Linked DNA regions of Mus musculus: region 1 is linked to region 2. A link is a contact called in public ChIA-PET data. All regions are on one chromosome and are shown on one strand. The core of a region is the stretch at or near the end of the contact, and the rest is flanking DNA. Distances in the headings are between cores, read along the strand shown.

What was found. ChIA-PET counts read pairs in DNA pulled down with a chosen protein or histone mark.
Region 1: an RNA polymerase II ChIA-PET map of memory CD8 T cells shows a contact between it and region 2, with 42 read pairs. The contact joins two enhancer-like sites. A contact is called at or near these places in 1 of 39 promoter capture datasets (liver) and 2 of 115 datasets of contacts at active chromatin or transcription factors (memory CD8 T cells and pancreatic cancer cells).

The regions. Positions count from the first base shown.
Region 1 is chr12:111,689,904-111,694,044 of GRCm38.p6, forward strand. No RefSeq gene overlaps it. Among named protein-coding and RNA genes, the nearest start is that of Gm51961, 2.8 kb to the right of the region's middle. RefSeq lists an enhancer at 2,068-4,141. Within about 2 kb of position 1,853, at least 131 of the 459 cell types and tissues checked have an H3K27ac peak or open chromatin away from gene starts, as enhancers often do. A contact at or near this core is called in memory CD8 T cells, where this site is marked.
Region 2 is chr12:111,158,062-111,161,874 of GRCm38.p6, forward strand. It overlaps 4930595D18Rik (RIKEN cDNA 4930595D18 gene), which reads right to left. Exons shown (of 4, transcript NR_130987.1): 3 at 3,698-3,798; 4 at 1,789-2,318. Among named protein-coding and RNA genes, the nearest start is that of Traf3, 6.4 kb to the right of the region's middle. Within about 2 kb of position 2,055, at least 153 of the 459 cell types and tissues checked have an H3K27ac peak or open chromatin away from gene starts, as enhancers often do. A contact at or near this core is called in memory CD8 T cells, where this site is marked.

The sequences.
Region 1 (4,141 bases), core at 603-3,102, 530 kb after region 2:
CTGTGGAAAGACCTGGAATTCCTCAAACGAGCTTTCCTAGTCTGTGTTTCTCCAGACAGTAAGCAGTTATTAACTTATGAGAGACCCATTGCTCCTGAGGCTGTTGTCACTCAGAACTGCTTGGTCGTTCAGTCTGGAGAGAAGCACCTTGGAGCCCCTCAGACACTTCTCAGGATTGCTATCTGCTGCTGGCTCCATCTTGCAAAGGCACTGGGGACCCTGTAGAGAGCCTGCATGCTCTGCCATGCAAGGACCTCATAGTCCCAAGGTGAACAAACCAGCTGGTCTTTTGCTTGGGTTTTTGAGACAGAGCCTTAGCCAGAGACGTGTTGGTGCACACCTTTAAACTCAGCACCCAGGAGGCAGACACGGATGGATTCAAGGCCAGCCTAGTCTACAGAGTTCCAGGATAGCCATGGAGAAAACTTTGTCTCAAAAAAGTCAAACCTAGAGGGGTCTGGTATATCTCAGACCCTCAGGACTCTGCCTCCCAAATAATATTCTCCACCATGTTGTGTCCACGTGCTTTCTTTCATAAGGCATCTACCGGGAAACTTGAAATTAATTGTTTTGTTTTGTTTTGCCTCTGCCTCCTAATCGCTGGGATTAAAGGTGTGCGCCACAGCTGCCACCGCCGCTGCCCAACCTGAAGTAGATTGATTCCTGAGTGTTGAAAGCCAACTTTCTCAGGGTGCTTATGGTGTTTGTGGGAGGATATAGTGGCTGAGGGTTGCCTCAGAATAACCTGGGTGCAGGGTGACATGGGGGTTGGTAGAGACATAGCAAGCCAGGCCCTGACCTGATGCTGGGCAGGTCTGGGAAGGCAAGAGCAGCTCCTTAGGCGCTTCCCTCCCCTGTGGCTCCTGTGTGGTAATCACTCCCAGCAATCCCTGCTCCAAGCCTCACTCTCATCAGGAGTCCCTCTAGTTGGTGAACTCCAGGATCTCCAGTCCTTCATCACTGGGACCACAGCAAAGCTTGGGGTGGCCCTGTCCCCAGCACAGGTCACCATGTTCATCCATCTTCCTCTCCTCCAAGTAAGTCAGGATCAAACATCAAAGCATCCTAGCCTTGCAGAGTAGAGCCTGCAGAAGGGACCTGGAGCTACCCTTCACCCACATTGGCCTCTCTGGTCAATGCTGGAGGCTCTGGTCCCTCTTAGAACCTCTGTGGCCCATCTGCCAACTTCAGGTCTGGTCTGTCCCTCCTGAAAGAATGTGTTTATGTGGGGGGGCTCCCTATGGAGACTAGACTGGCTGGAACCTACAGTCTTCTCTGCCTCTGAGCACTGAATGCAGGCAAGAGCTGTGCCCTGCCAGAAGCCCACTTTCTGCATTCTGATTTGTGCACTGGGGAACTCTCCCATCCCCTGCCTTTCTCTGAGCATCCTGACCAGCCCGTGTACCTGTCAGACTAATTTGGCACTTGGCAGTCTCTCTCAACCCCACTTTAAGGCATCTATGCAGCCACATCCTGTTTCAGTGTTGTGTTTGCCCAGAGTGAGGGTGTCAATGGGGTCACGGGGAAGCAGGAATGTGGTGAGATTTCTGAAGACTGTGTGCAGTTACCACAGGAAGTAGTACTGTGCAAGGAGCCAACCCCTGGTGGGAAGCAAGGGCCTGGCAGCCTGCTGGGTCAGCCTCTTGTCACACTGATCACTGGCCACTCTGAGCTACAGCACACACACACACACACACACACACACACACACACACACACACACACACACACACACGGGGTAAATAAGCATCCTCCCCCAATCTGGCTTCTTCAGAAAGCCTGGGCCTGCTGAGGTCCTGGCCTTGCTGAGGAATGCAGGCACCCATTGTGGGTGGTAGGGCCAGCTGTGGGGTGGAGACAGTGGGGGCGACAGAGGCTCGTTGCTAAGTTACAGGAGCAGTGGACATTCAGGGCACTAGGCAACAAGGAAGGGGACGGACATTTGGGGAGGGAGATGGAGCACCAGTGTCTCCTTGTCCCTGCCTTCCTGCTTCTGCTATGGATTCTGCAGGAAATCAGGCAACTGGCTGTGGGCCCTTCAATGCTAAATGTGGCCACTGGCCAGCCCCTCACCAGGACTCTTGCAGCCTGTCTGGGGGTGACCAACTTGCCCTACCCACTACCTCGACTTCTGCCTTTGTGTCTAGCCACTCTGGACTTTCTCGTGCACTCCTGCGTCTGCACCCTCAGAGAGGGGAGCATGGAGGACACCCTGAGTCCAGGATCTGACCTGTGTGTGGGCCCATGCCTCCATCAGGCCTTCCACAGGGGCTCCCTGTTGTGCATGGTTATCCTTTTTTTGTTTTGGTTTGGTTTGGTTTTGGGTTTTTTTGAGACAGGTTTTCTCTGTATAGATCTGGCTGTCTTGGAACTCACTTTGTAGACCAGGCTGGCCTTAAACTCAGAAATCTGCCTGCCTCTGCCTCCCGAGTGCTGGGATTAAAGGCGTACGCCACTACGCCAGGCTGTGCATGGTTATCCTTAGAAACAAGCAACCGCCACACCCTGCACCCTGCAAAATGACTGCCCCAGCTGGGATTGTTGACTGTTACTCCTGGAAGGGCAGCGAGAATCAGGAGCCCCTTATCTGAGTAGCCATCTGCCTTAATTGGCCTCAGGAGCGGCTTTAGTATATAGATCAGGGACGCGGGAGAGGGCCTCCTTGCTCCTGCTGGGAAAGGCTTTCCAGTTACACCCTGTTGGGAGAGGAGCGCTCACATCCCTGTAAGGGGCCCTCACCCGTGTTCTGTAAGGAAGCCGATAAACTTCGTGGTTCCCTAGAGTGAACTTTGGCAGAGTCGTGGCGTGATTTGTCTGTCATTAGGACCGAAAGAGAAGGGGACGATGTTGAGTCTCTCCTCGGGAAGGAATTTCAGCAACAGCCCTACCTGACTGAGCCCAGAAGCCCAGACCAAGGCAGCCCCAATACTCCTGGCTCCTGCTGGCTCCTGCCTGAGACAAAGGTGTAGGGCGCTGTTATGGTCTGTGCCTCACCTCATCCTGTGGCTGTCTGGCTGTCATCCCTGCCTATGGCAGTTTCTGAGTTTCTAGGTCTGGTCACCAGACCTTTACCATGGAAGCTCCACCAAGACCCTGCAAGGCCCCAGCCCACAAAACACACACCCTCAGAGCTACCAGGCTCTGCCCTGGGATATCAGGTCTCAAAGTCCCCCGCCCCCTCATCCTGTCTCTTTAGAAAGTGCCTGCATGTTCCATCTGGGGCTGGGGTGTAATGGGCACCCAATGCATGTACCGTAGCGCCTGGCGGGCTCTATCCATTGAAGTGTATTCTGGGGGACACCCCTTCCCTGATATATGTGAACAGCTCTTGCTACTTCCTTGTCCCTGTTGTTGTGGCCATCCTGAGCTGGCCCCTAGCCCGGGTCTTCTGTGAAGCCCCAGAGAAGGTTTTGCCTGTGGACAGTGTAGAAGCAGTGATGTTGAAAATGGCAGTTCCTCTCAGCTTTAGGCTGCTGGGCCCATATATAACTCTGAGTCCTCTTCCGGGTAAACGGGTAAACGCAGGAGTTCCCCGATTGTGCTCCTAGGGATCCTTGAGAACTGCACAAGGAAACCCCAAAGGCCCGACTCTCCTGCCACTCAGACATGCGCACACCACAGGTATGCGTCAGTGCTCCAGGGCCGGAGCTCTGGTTTCTGGGTCACTGCCCAAGAGCCCACTCTGGCCAGGAGACAAGTTGCCCCAATAACCTCAGGCTCGCCCCCTAAGTACCCCTGGAGTTTTCCTGTTTGTACTGATGGACAGATAGCTGCACGAGTGCCCTGACCAGGCCTCTGGCCTAGCCTGGCCTCTGGGTGGAGCCTACACCAGCAGGTGCTGTTACTTGATCAGGAGCAGCCTAGGGGATGGGGTGCTATCTGCCCCTCCCCCACTTGGTGAACTTAACAGAGAGGAAGCCTGGGCCCCTCCAAGGCTGAGCTGGGGCCTTGCAGGGTCTCTCCTAGACCAGGAGCTGAGGACAAAGCGGCAGCTGCCAGCGGGGTGGGGTGGGGGCCCACAGCCTTTGTGCTTGTGGGGCCCCTCCTGGTGACCTCACCATCTACCAGAGAAGGGCCCTTTCTTCCCAAAGGCAGCCCTTGGGAATCCGCCTGGGGACAAAGCCGCTGCCAAGTGGGGGAC
Region 2 (3,813 bases), core at 805-3,304:
AGCACCCATGCTGGCCATATCCACTCAAGTGACTAGTACTGTCTCAGAGCCCAGCCTGGGCAGAGTCTCCTGATGGAAGGGCTCTGCTGTGCAGCCTGATTAGAACTTTGGTGTGGGTGGGCGACTCCCTCTTCCACCCACTGGCTTTGTCACATACAGTCCACTTAACCAGCTATTCTGAGGGCACCCAGGACGTTCCACCATGAATGGTGACAATGGCCTCCTGCTCCAGGCTTTCAAGACCTTGGCTTTCTGGAGACAACAGTGAAATGGACCCTAGGTCCTCTGTCTCATTAGGTATTTTCTTTCCTCTGTTTTTTTTTTCGATGTGTGGCACATGTGTATTTCCATGAACATGCACATGTGGGGACAGGGATCAACATTGGGTATCTTCCTCAACTATTTTCCATCTTATTGAGATAATCTCCCCTTCTGAACCCAAAGCTTGCTCATTTGGCTAGACTGGCAGGCCAGGGAGCTCCCAGGGAGCCCCCAGGGGACCCCCAGGGAGCCTCCTCTGTCTGGGATATCAGGCTTGTACTGCTGCCCCTGACAGTGTCGGCGGCACTGGGCATCCAAACTCAAGCCCTCATGCTTGATTAAAAGCACTTTCCTGACTGAACCTTCTCCTGGCCACTGTCATTTTTTAAAATTACATTTGTGTGTGTGTGTGTGTGTGTGTGTGTGTGTATACATACCACATATGATGTAGAGGAGATTGAATTCAGGGGAACTATGTAGATCTTCAGAATTGTTAAATTAGTGACAAGTGCCTTTAACCTCTGAGCCATATATATCCCTGGCTCTTTCATTTAATTTTGAATGTGACAAACTTCCCAACTTCCTACCTGTGTGTCAGTTCAGGGCCAATGACCTTCCACTTTGCAGTGCTTGTGGAAGAACCATCAGCAGGTGTGGGTTTTTTGTTTGCTTTTGAGACAGGGTTTTTCCTGTATATCCTTTGCTGTCCTGGAATTTGCTCTGTAGACCAGGTTGGCCTCGAACTCACAGAGATCTGCTTGCCTCTGCCTTCTGAGTCCTGGGATTAGAAACGTGTGCCACCACTAACTGGCCCAGGTGTGAGCTTTTAAACTATATGATTTCATAGACCTCATTCCCATGACAGTTGGGTTTTATGTACAGTCTGGTGGCCTGCAGGCTTCTTCATTAGGACCCACAGTGAGAGCTGCATCTCTGGATGCTTAAACATACCCATGTATATCATGCTGAAGCAAAGCTGGAGGTTCTTCCTGGAGTTCACCCTCCTCCTCCTCCTCCCCCTCCTCCTCCTCCCCCTCCTCCTCCCCCCCCCCTCCTCCTCCTCCTCCCCCTCCTCCCCCTCCTCCTCCTCCTCCTCCTCCTTCTCTTCCTCCTCCTCCTCTTCCTCTTCTTCCTTCTCCTCCTCCTCCTTCTCCTCCTCCTCCCCCTCCTTCTCCTCCTCCTCCTCTTCCTCCTCCTCCTTCTCTTCCTCCTCCTCCTCCCCCTCCTCCTCCTCCTCCTCCCCCTCCTCCTTCTCCTCCCCCTCCTCCTCCCCCTCTTCCTCCTCCTCCTCCTCCTCCCCCCCTCCTCCTCCTCCTCCCCCTATTTCTTCTCTTTCTCCTCCTCCTTCTAAAGATGCTGGTCACACCCACTTAACTGATGGCCTTTGGACAGTTTGGAAAACATCGTGTGGATGGTGAGGGGCTGGGACATTTGGGACGCCTTCCTGTGGCTGAGCTGAGGCCTGTGGGGCAGAAGTTCTTCAGAAGGTGCTCTTGAGTGAACAGATGACACAGATCAGTCAGCTTAGCAGGGCAAAGGGTGAGAAAGCTCATGCCACACCCCAGGGCTGCCTCTGACATTTCAAGGCAGCTGTAATTTTTGTTTACATCAACCGATCCTGCTGGCCTTGAGTTACCACCATCCTTCCCACCTAGGGAAGCCAGGCTGGTCCCTTCTGAAGTAACAGGGCACTGTTTAGATTCTAAGTGTCCCCAGTGCAGGCCTGTGGCATGGTGGCTGCAGGGTCCTTACCAGAGAGGGCTTCCCCTCACAGCTCCCAAGGGGCAGGGTGGGGCTCACCGGCATATTTCCGCTGTGCAAGAGGGGAAACCCGGGCCCCGGAGATCAAGTGCCTTCCTAAGATCTCACAGTTACTCATGAGCTAACTTCTGCTTTCTCAGTCCTGCTCTAGAATTCTTCTGTTCCATTCTTAATTTGCTTCTCTGTCACTGCATTAGAGCCCAGACGGAAACCACGTGGGAGAGGAGACGGCTTATTTAGCTTCCACGTTCCCATCACAGCTGAGGGACATCAGGACGGGAGCTCAAGGTGGGAACCTAGAAGCAGGAGTGAAGCAGAGACTGTGGAAGAATACTGCTGACTTACTGGCTTGTCCAGCAACCCTTAGGGGGCTGTATCCCCCCCTCCCCATGTCATCAGGAGTCAAGAAAATACCTCAGAGCCATGCTCACAGGCCAGTCTGATGGAGGCAATTCCTCAACTGAGACTGCCTTTGCCCAGGTGTGTCTAAGCTGTGTCCAGTTGACAAAAATCCTCTCTCTCTCTCTCTCTCTCTCTCTCTCTCTCTCCTGGCAGGGTTTCTTTGTGTAGTTCTGGCTGTCCTAGAACTCCATCTGTAGACCAGGCTGGCTTGGAACTCGGAAATCAGCCTGCCTCTACCTTCTGAGGATTAAAGGCGTGTGTTATTTTTATAAAACCACTGGCTATGTCTGCCTTTTAAAGAAAACACTTCACTGAAATGTTCTGGGAGGCTTTAGCTAGAGAAACCTGGTCTTTGCAAAGACCTGTAATCCCAGCACTCAAGTTGAAGGATCAGGAGAGCAAGGTCAGATTCAGCTTGGTAGGGGCAGCCAGGAAAGGTACTTGTGGATGTCAGAGACCCACCAAGCCAAATGTTGTAATCCCATCCCAGCACCCCTTGGCACGATGGGAGGCAGGAGGAAGAAGCACGTGGACACTGGCATATGCCATACTCTCCTGGAGTATACCAGGCAAAGGCAGCATCATACGAACCTTCCTCAACAAGGTCCAAAGCAAGAGCCGATTCTCGAAAGCTGTCCTATGACCTCCACGTGTGTGCTATAACACATGCCACATGCCGAAGGCATGAAGCCACTGAGTCAGAGGTGCAACCTGGGGGAAAGGTTCTGAGATGCCAGCCAGCCTGGGTCCTGCCGGATGGTCGGGGCGGGGGGTGGGGGGAGGGCTCGCAGCCAAGCTGACCACTGTGGCCACTGAAGGTGAAGGCCACCCAGCCGAGGGCCGTGGCGGGATTGTTTGGCTCATGGGCCCTGTGTTCAGGACTCTCAGATCCCGAGCTATGGGTTCTTTCTCCTATAGCTCTGAGGTAGACTCCTTTTTTAAGCTGGCACAGAGGTCTCCATGGCACTTGGAGTCTAAACTAAAAACACAACATGCATATCTGGCATGCACAAAACCTTGGGTTTGATCTCAGCACCCAAACCAAAACAGAACAGAAGACATCACACAACGTAGGTAGGCGAGGTCTGCCATCAGGTATCTACTGTGGGTTTCAGACGCCCACCAGGTCAGCTATCAAAGAACAGCTTCATCCCCTCTCCCCTGGCTTATAGGAAGGGCCTAAGGGCTTCCAGTGTAGAGATGAGTTCTAGATGCACAGTCCTGTCAAGAAGAATTTGCCTCCTTCCTGAAGGCTCTAGATGCTGGGCCATACCTGTGTCTGTCTGCAGCTCCTCTGCCCCGCAGTTTCCAGAGCTGACTTCTTGTGACATAGTTAGATAATGTGTCATTGTTGTTCCAGTTTGCTGTGTGTATCTATCGAACGGAGGA